Regions from separate parts of the Mus musculus genome. Here region 1 is linked to region 2. A link is a contact called in public Hi-C data. All regions are on one chromosome and are shown on one strand. The core of a region is the stretch at or near the end of the contact, and the rest is flanking DNA. Distances in the headings are between cores, read along the strand shown.

The links. Hi-C and Micro-C count contacts between places; a contact is called where the count stands out from the background.
Region 1: a contact with region 2 is called in a Hi-C map of uterus, with 3 times the contacts expected there. The contact joins two enhancer-like sites. A contact is called at or near these places in 1 of 484 Hi-C or Micro-C datasets (uterus), 1 of 115 datasets of contacts at active chromatin or transcription factors (embryonic stem cells) and 2 of 9 other capture datasets (embryonic trunk and macrophages).

The regions. Positions count from the first base shown.
Region 1 is chr13:46,570,100-46,573,664 of GRCm38.p6, forward strand. All of the region lies in intron 4 of Cap2 (CAP, adenylate cyclase-associated protein, 2 (yeast)), which reads left to right. Among named protein-coding and RNA genes, the nearest start is that of Cap2, 70 kb to the left of the region's middle. RefSeq lists an enhancer at 1,221-3,565. Within about 2 kb of position 1,357, at least 122 of the 459 cell types and tissues checked have an H3K27ac peak or open chromatin away from gene starts, as enhancers often do. A contact at or near this core is called in uterus, where this site is marked.
Region 2 is chr13:46,287,108-46,290,885 of GRCm38.p6, forward strand. Stmnd1 (stathmin domain containing 1) reads left to right here. Exons shown (of 5, transcript NM_001005422.1): 3 at 2,555-2,706. Among named protein-coding and RNA genes, the nearest start is that of Stmnd1, 15 kb to the left of the region's middle. Within about 2 kb of position 1,469, at least 20 of the 459 cell types and tissues checked have an H3K27ac peak or open chromatin away from gene starts, as enhancers often do. A contact at or near this core is called in uterus, where this site is marked.

The sequences.
Region 1 (3,565 bases), core at 107-2,606, 280 kb after region 2:
GTGATGGGGGTGTGGGGAAATGGGGGGCTGGGGGGTTAGGGGGTAAGGGGTGGGGTGCTAGGGGGCCTGGGTGTGTGTCTGAGACCAGCTACTCTTGTAGAGCTGTTTCTATACAAACACTTCCTAGCTCCTTTCACACCATGTAGTTGAGTCCAGCCTCATTTGCCCGTGGTTCACCGGGGCCATGAGAAGTCACATAATTGCTCAATATTTCATAATGCCGAAGTAGTACATGTCAGGCACTTAACCAAATTAGCTGTCTGTCAGCCCATATTTTAATGGACTTCTAAATACATAATTTTTACATTTATTTTGAAAACATTTTTTAAAAAAAAAAAAGAAAAGAAAAACTGTAAGAAAAAAATTTTAAATGTAAAACCCTGTCCGTATCTTCTCTGCGCTATCCTGCTCAATTGTCTTCATTTCATAGTGTGGCCTGGATGGACCACTCTGAGGTGTAGCTACTCAGAATCTAACCAGTGGCTCCTTTTCAAATTGACACAAGATGCTCACTTCATGAATGCATTCCCTGTGTGACCAACTCAAAGGCACCCGAGGGCAGTAACGCATGCTTTAATTTCTGTAGAAACATGCAAACTAAAGCTAAATAATATATATATATACAACAGGTCAAAAATTTGTCTTCCTGATAGAAGGCTGGGTAATATTTGGTTTTGGTTTCGTTTGAACCAAGTTTCTTGCAGTGTATTCTCGGCTGCCCTGGTACTCACTATATATACCAGCTTAACTTCTAAGTCATGGCAATTCTCCTGCCTCGGCCTCCCCAGTGCTGGGATTACAGGCATGCATCACTGTGCCTGGCTTAGCAGCTTGGGTTTTGTAACCAATAGCCTTATGGGTAGTGTTCCATGTTGTAGACAGAGAAATAAGGAAAGGAAAGGTTGACTTTGCTTTTCCTATTAGTTTTGCTGCACACGGCGTGAAAAGGACCTAAACAATTGCACAGGGGCTCATGATTGAAGGCTGCCGCCCACATTGGCTAGAGATGCGGGCGAACGAAGACTAAAACGCCCTAGAAGGAAAAGAGACATGTCGGTTGTGTGATAGCATCAGGGTCTGCTGGAGTTGACAGCCCGAAGCTAAGCAGGCAGGACTGAATCCCAACAGGAAAGCTAATCGCTGGCTTATCAGGATGCGGGGAGGAGGCTGATCCAAAAGCGAGCAGGTGCTGACAGTCTCTACCCAGACTGTTTGCTTTAGCAGCATAAAGTGGTGACGAGCTGTGAGCGCTGACTGGGACTGGTAGCTTTATAGCTATTTGGAAGCTCAGGGCTGTGGAGGCAGAGAGGATTTGCTAAGATCCTGTCCTGCTGAACTGTCACTCAGGGTGGCTTTGTTGTTGTTTTCGATCTGATAAGGCGGCATGAGCTCATCTGCCTTTGTGTAAGACCTGAATCAGATAAAGAACGGCTGTCCAAAGGAAGTGAGGTGATTAGCACAAACTGCGGATCTGGGCGATTATCTGAGGGGTGAAGGGTTCAGGGAGAAAGAGGTTTTCCTTTGTTTCAACTATCTCACTCCAAGTTTGTTAGAATTTCAGACCGCAGTTGGTGATAAAGGCCAACCAAGGGATAAAACTGCATTTATTTGACTAAGATGATTTTTCGTTACCCTTTTTGTTTGTTTGATGTCAAGATAACTTTGAATTCTTTATAAAATAATTATCAGCTATTTACCATTCTTTACTGAAGAAGAAGAAGAAGAAGAAAAAAAAAAAAAGAAATGGCCTCTTGCGGGCCATCGTAGACCCGATTTAAAAATAAATAAATAAATAAATAAATAAATAAATCGGGAAGGTTACAAGACCACTCTCTTAAGACCTGAATCAAAAAAATCAGATTTTAAAAAGAAGTTGCTGACTCATTCACCAAAGCTTAGCTGCCCTGGAAGAGCCATTTCTTCAGATCTGCTTCTTGGCTCCTGCTTCAGCAAGCCATAACTGAAGTGGTCCTCTCTGGACAGAGCTTCCATCTTCTTACAACCCTGTGTCTGTGAACCCTGCCAACGAGGAGAAGGGAGTTCCAGCTGGCATTCCGATCTGGATCCGCCGTCATAAATTAGCTAGCCAGGGCACAGTCCGTTACTATTTATGGTCATGTTCTATATTTGTATGTGCTGGGGGATGAATCACATGACCAGACCACCATTTGCTATCGGTGTTGACGTATACCAGCCAGGGAGGGTCTCACCGGAGTTTTCCCCATACCATGCTTTTCGTCAGCTCTCAATGGAAAATGCAGCTCCTTTGAGTACTAAAGTTAAAAAAAAAAAATCATCCTGAATAAACTTTATATAATTGTCTTCCCAATGAGACAGACTGCTGTACATGCAGCAAGCTCATTGAGATGCACTCTGCCTTCCAGAGAGTTTCACAGATACGTTCTCAACGGTGCCAGGAGAATGGAGACCAAAATTCCTTTTACATGTTTTTTTTAACTTATTTCCTGACTTGGATGCTAGAGGCTCCTCATACCCATTTGTTTGGGGAAGAGAGAGAGAGAGAGAGAGAGAGAGAGAGAGAGAGAGAGAGAGAGAGAGAACATCTCAAACCGGTTGAGAGAGAATTTTTGACCGTGGACAGGGGCGAGAGAGAGAGAGAGAGAGAGAGAGAGAGAGAGAGAGAGCCTATTAATTAATTCTTTCCCTTTCTGTTCTGCACGGCTTTTCTCCCAGCATAGCTTAATATTTAGTTTCTGGTGACAAATGCCTCGAGAATGTCCCCCAGATTTGATACTTATTCCCTTTTGTAAACAATAGAGGAAAAAAATGTCTTTTGACAGATCTTATGAATTACTTGCGGTGGGAGTCATGCCTCGGTGTCTGGAATCACTTCTGAGATAGATGCTCCCGTAAGCAGTTCCTCTCCATCTCTGCAAGTCTCTGTTCAGACTCCAGCCCTCTTTAATCTTCAACCCAGCAAATTTCTTCTCTAAGCTTTTTTTTTTAAACAAACAGCTATTGGATGCTTGCTCTGACAGAGTCAGTGCCCTTGGCACTTGTACATCATTTATTATTTCATTTGTGCGATTATTGTTCTCTGTGAGAAAGGGATGTTGGTAGTGTGATTTTCACGGTCCATTCAGTCCCGTGTTTTGGACTGGTGAGATAGCTTAGCCAGGAAAGGCGCTTGCTGTGGGACCTGATGACCTGAGGTCTGTTCCTGGAAGGAGAGAACTGACTCAAGCAAGCTGTCCTCTGAAAACTTAGAGCACATGTGCACATGCCTGTGCACACATATGTGCACACCCCATCACCAGCACCCTCATTCACTAAGGAACATATTAGTGCCCTTTGTGTGTATGTTTATGTTGATGCATGTGTTTGTTTACATGCATGTGGGAACCAGAGGTTACCATAAACTCTCGTCCCCAGTTCCTCTCCACCTTATTTAGTCTGTGTATGGACTGAGTGTGCTGTGTGTTTGTGTGTGTGTGTGTGTGTGTGTGTGTGTGTGTGTGTGTGTGTGTGTGTTAGCATGTATAAGGGAGCATGTGTGCGTAAATGCACATGAAGCCCCAAAGGCTAGTTTGATATCAGATGTCCT
Region 2 (3,778 bases), core at 219-2,718:
AAGTCATGAACATACTTCCTAATAAAACAGAAGCACGGGGTTATTTCTAACCCCCCACCTTACCTAATATGCTCCAATGTTCCAAAACACAGAAGAATGAATTGAAATGATTGGCATTTCCTAAGAACTTCTGCCTAGGGCATTTACTCTACTTATTAAGACAAATACTTTAGTAGACTCATAAGACATAGGGATGAAATGGTTATATTCATTTCCTGATGTTAGTGATACTTTTTGGAAACATCTGGGCGAGATATGGAAGACCTGTGGTCCAACTACTCCTAGATCATGTTTAGGAAAGAGACGAGTGAGGCTGAGACCTTGGTGTTGAAATTGAATTCAGTCTTAGTTACCACTCTAACTAGTCTCATCCCCTTGAGCAATTAACTTCTCTCATATCAGTGTACTTATTGGTAAAATAGGGATTATAGATCTTCTCTCACAAATTTGTACTTGAACTGGGTACTATACAGATAATAAAGCAATTAACATAGTAAGGTGAGGAAACACTCGGTAAACAGTAGTCGTTACTATGGTAACCCTCCCTAACAAGCCCACCTTTTAACAATAATGAAACAAATAAAACCATTCTGAATCCATGGAGGTGTTTACTTATGACCTGTGCATCGATCGCATTGTCCCTTATGTTACCAAGTTCTGCTTACGGGTTTGAGCGCTTTCTATAAGAGCATGCAAGCACTTTGCAGGAAGAATGGGCCCTATTTCACATACCTATGAGGCTGAAGAGTCAGCACTGGAAAGTACTGCACTGACCCGCCCTTTGCTGAGGCCATGTGATAGTCAGTCAGAGCCCTCTCTCGTGACAGGTGGATTAATGGTCTGAAATGAGAAACAGCTGGTCAGCATGTGTAGCCATCTCTGCATATGTTTTTCAAACCACAAAAACTCATGGACGTTGTCTTTGTAACCATGGAGGTTAGGAACAGCTGCGAATGCCTCCATCCACCGACAGTAGGCTTTTTGAAGAGAGCTTACTGCGGATGGCTCTGCACAGTGTCGTTTTTGACTTGAGAAGCAAGGCCATCTTTGGGACAACAAGCAGGCACCCTTTATTTTATGATGCGGTGGTGTGGAGGTGGCTGATTCTTCACATGTATGATTCGCAATGAAGAGGCCTCTCTTAAGAAGGCAGTTTATAAATCCTCCACTGTAACTGGCTCCAGGGCTCATCTTTAAAGTCATTAATAAGATCTGAGCTGATAGTGCTCTAGCCCCAACTCTGGTCTGATTCAAGGACTCTATCAGAAAAGGCATGCTTTCTCTCTGTAGATTTAGCAGATGGTGAAACTGTGTACCAGGGCTGCAGACCCAGACAGCCCTTGGCAACCTCATGCTGTTTACCTTTTGTATACAAAGCATAGAAACCAAACAGCAGCGCATAAGAGTCACCAGAAGAATGTCTCAAGCCTTAGCTGGAGTTGAGCCTTGTAATTAGTGGAGCAGATCAGTGACATCCACCCAGAGTATATGAACGTTGTTACAACAAAAACTAGTGTACATAGCAGCCCGGAGGCAAGACTTGATTGCGGTCACATGCGACTCCAAGAATAAATTATGCTGATTCTTTTCCTCTATAAAGGCAACAGCAACTTGAGCTTCAAAAAATCACAGAGCTTTATAATGGAAACCAGATACTAGGGCTGGAGATGGCCATTGCCAACCTGAGTTCAATACTTGGAATGCCCATGGTGGAAGGAGAAAATCAACTCCCTCAAAACACAAGCACACTCACATATACATGCACTCACACATACACACTCACACACACTCACATATACTCACACATACACACATGCACTCATACATACACACACATACAGACACACACATACACATCACAGATAGATAGATAGATAGATAGACAGACAGACAATAGATATGGGATGAATGGATGGATAGATAGATAGACAGGCAATAGATATGGGATGGATGGATAGATAGATATGGGATGGATAGATAGATAGATAGATAGATAGATAGATAGATAGATGGTAAAAGTGTTGAAAAGAAACCTAGATATTTAGAGAAAACTATTGAGACATGATTTTTACCCAGTGACTTGTTAAGGCATGCATTTTTAACTTCTTTACTTTGTGCGTGTGTGTGTGTGTGTGTGTGCATGTGTGTGAGGATGGTGCATGTGTGTGCTGTGTATGCTAGAGCTTGTTCAAGAGAACATGCCTGTGAGCACAGAGCTAGGAATTGATCTCCAAGTATCCTGATCTATCACTTCTCACCTTGTTCCCTGGAGATAGGGTCTCTTGCTGGATCTAGAACTAGTGTGACAGCCAGCAAGCCCCAGGGATCCTTTTGTCCCAAACCCCTGTTTCCCTGCAAAGAGCTGGAGTTGTAGGTATGATGATTATGCCAGACATTTTACATGGGTGCTGAGGATTTGAACTCTGGTCCTCATGATTTTGCAACAGGCCCTCTTACCCACAGAGCACTCTCTCTCTCCAGTCCCCATTTGGCATTGAAGTGATAAACTCTTTATTCTTACATTTCTCTTTCTTTATGCTTTTCCTTTTGGAAGACCCAGTGGCCAATGGATTGACCAACAAACCCCAACTCCCGGAGAGTTGGGAGCGGCCAAAGTCATCAGACATCCTGGAAGAGCTAATTGTCCAAGGAATCATACAGAGCCGGAGCAAAGTATTTAGAAATGGAGAGTCGTATGATGTCATGGCAAGTAATCTTGTAATTAACATTTGCTTATTCCAAAAATTAGCAACCAAATGTGATTAATCACAACTCATTATTTCCAGTATACAGGACCTACAGTATAAATGATAGCATTTATCTAAGCCAGATTTGTCCTCCATAAATTCCATTATTGCTCTGCACACTGTGATTCTCAGTGGATTCAGAATCTCCCTGATCATTAATGATTAATGAGGGCAATAAAACATTCTTCAGGCTTTACTAAATTTGGACATAATAAGTCCCAGTAAATAACGAGCTCTCATACTATCAGCAATTTTTATTAAGTGTTGCCTTGTAGAATATAAAACTAAACTGCCGTTTATCCAAAAGGAAAAACAAAACAAAATACCAAAGCTCCAGCAGACGTGCCTACATGGGAACAGGTGTGACCACGAGGAAACAAGATTCCGGAAATTGTCAACCTGCTACTTCTCTTCGCTGATTCATCTTGTTTTGTCTTTGTTTGACATTAATGTGAAAAATATTTTTCTTCTGATTTTAACTGATTTGATGAACACCTCCACCTCTAATTTTTTACTTAAGTGAATGTGTATGTCTATGTATATGTGTATTCATTCATGTGGGAGATGCAGTGTCTGTCTGTCTGTCTGTCTGTCTGTCTGTGTATTCATTCATGTGATGAATACAGTGTGTGTATGTGTGTGTATTCATTCATATGGGGAATGCAGTGTGTGTATATTCATTAATGTGGGGATGCAGTATATGTATATGTGTGTGTCTGTGTGTCTCTCTGTGTGTGTATGTGTGTGTACACTGAATATATTTGGAGATCAGAGAAGAACCTCAGTCCTGGGATGGTTTTCCCCTATTATTTGAGATAAGGTCTCTAGCATAGAACTTTACCAAGTAGGCTGGCCCACCTGTTTCCAGGGCTCCACCTGTTTCTTCATCTCATCATTGTGATCACAGATGTGTCTCACTGTGTCCGGGACACAGCACACACACACTTTTTTATAGTGGTTTGGAGGATCAAAAAGATCACAGATCAAAGAATGATAAATAAAATGTGACAACTCAACAAAGAAAAGTAACA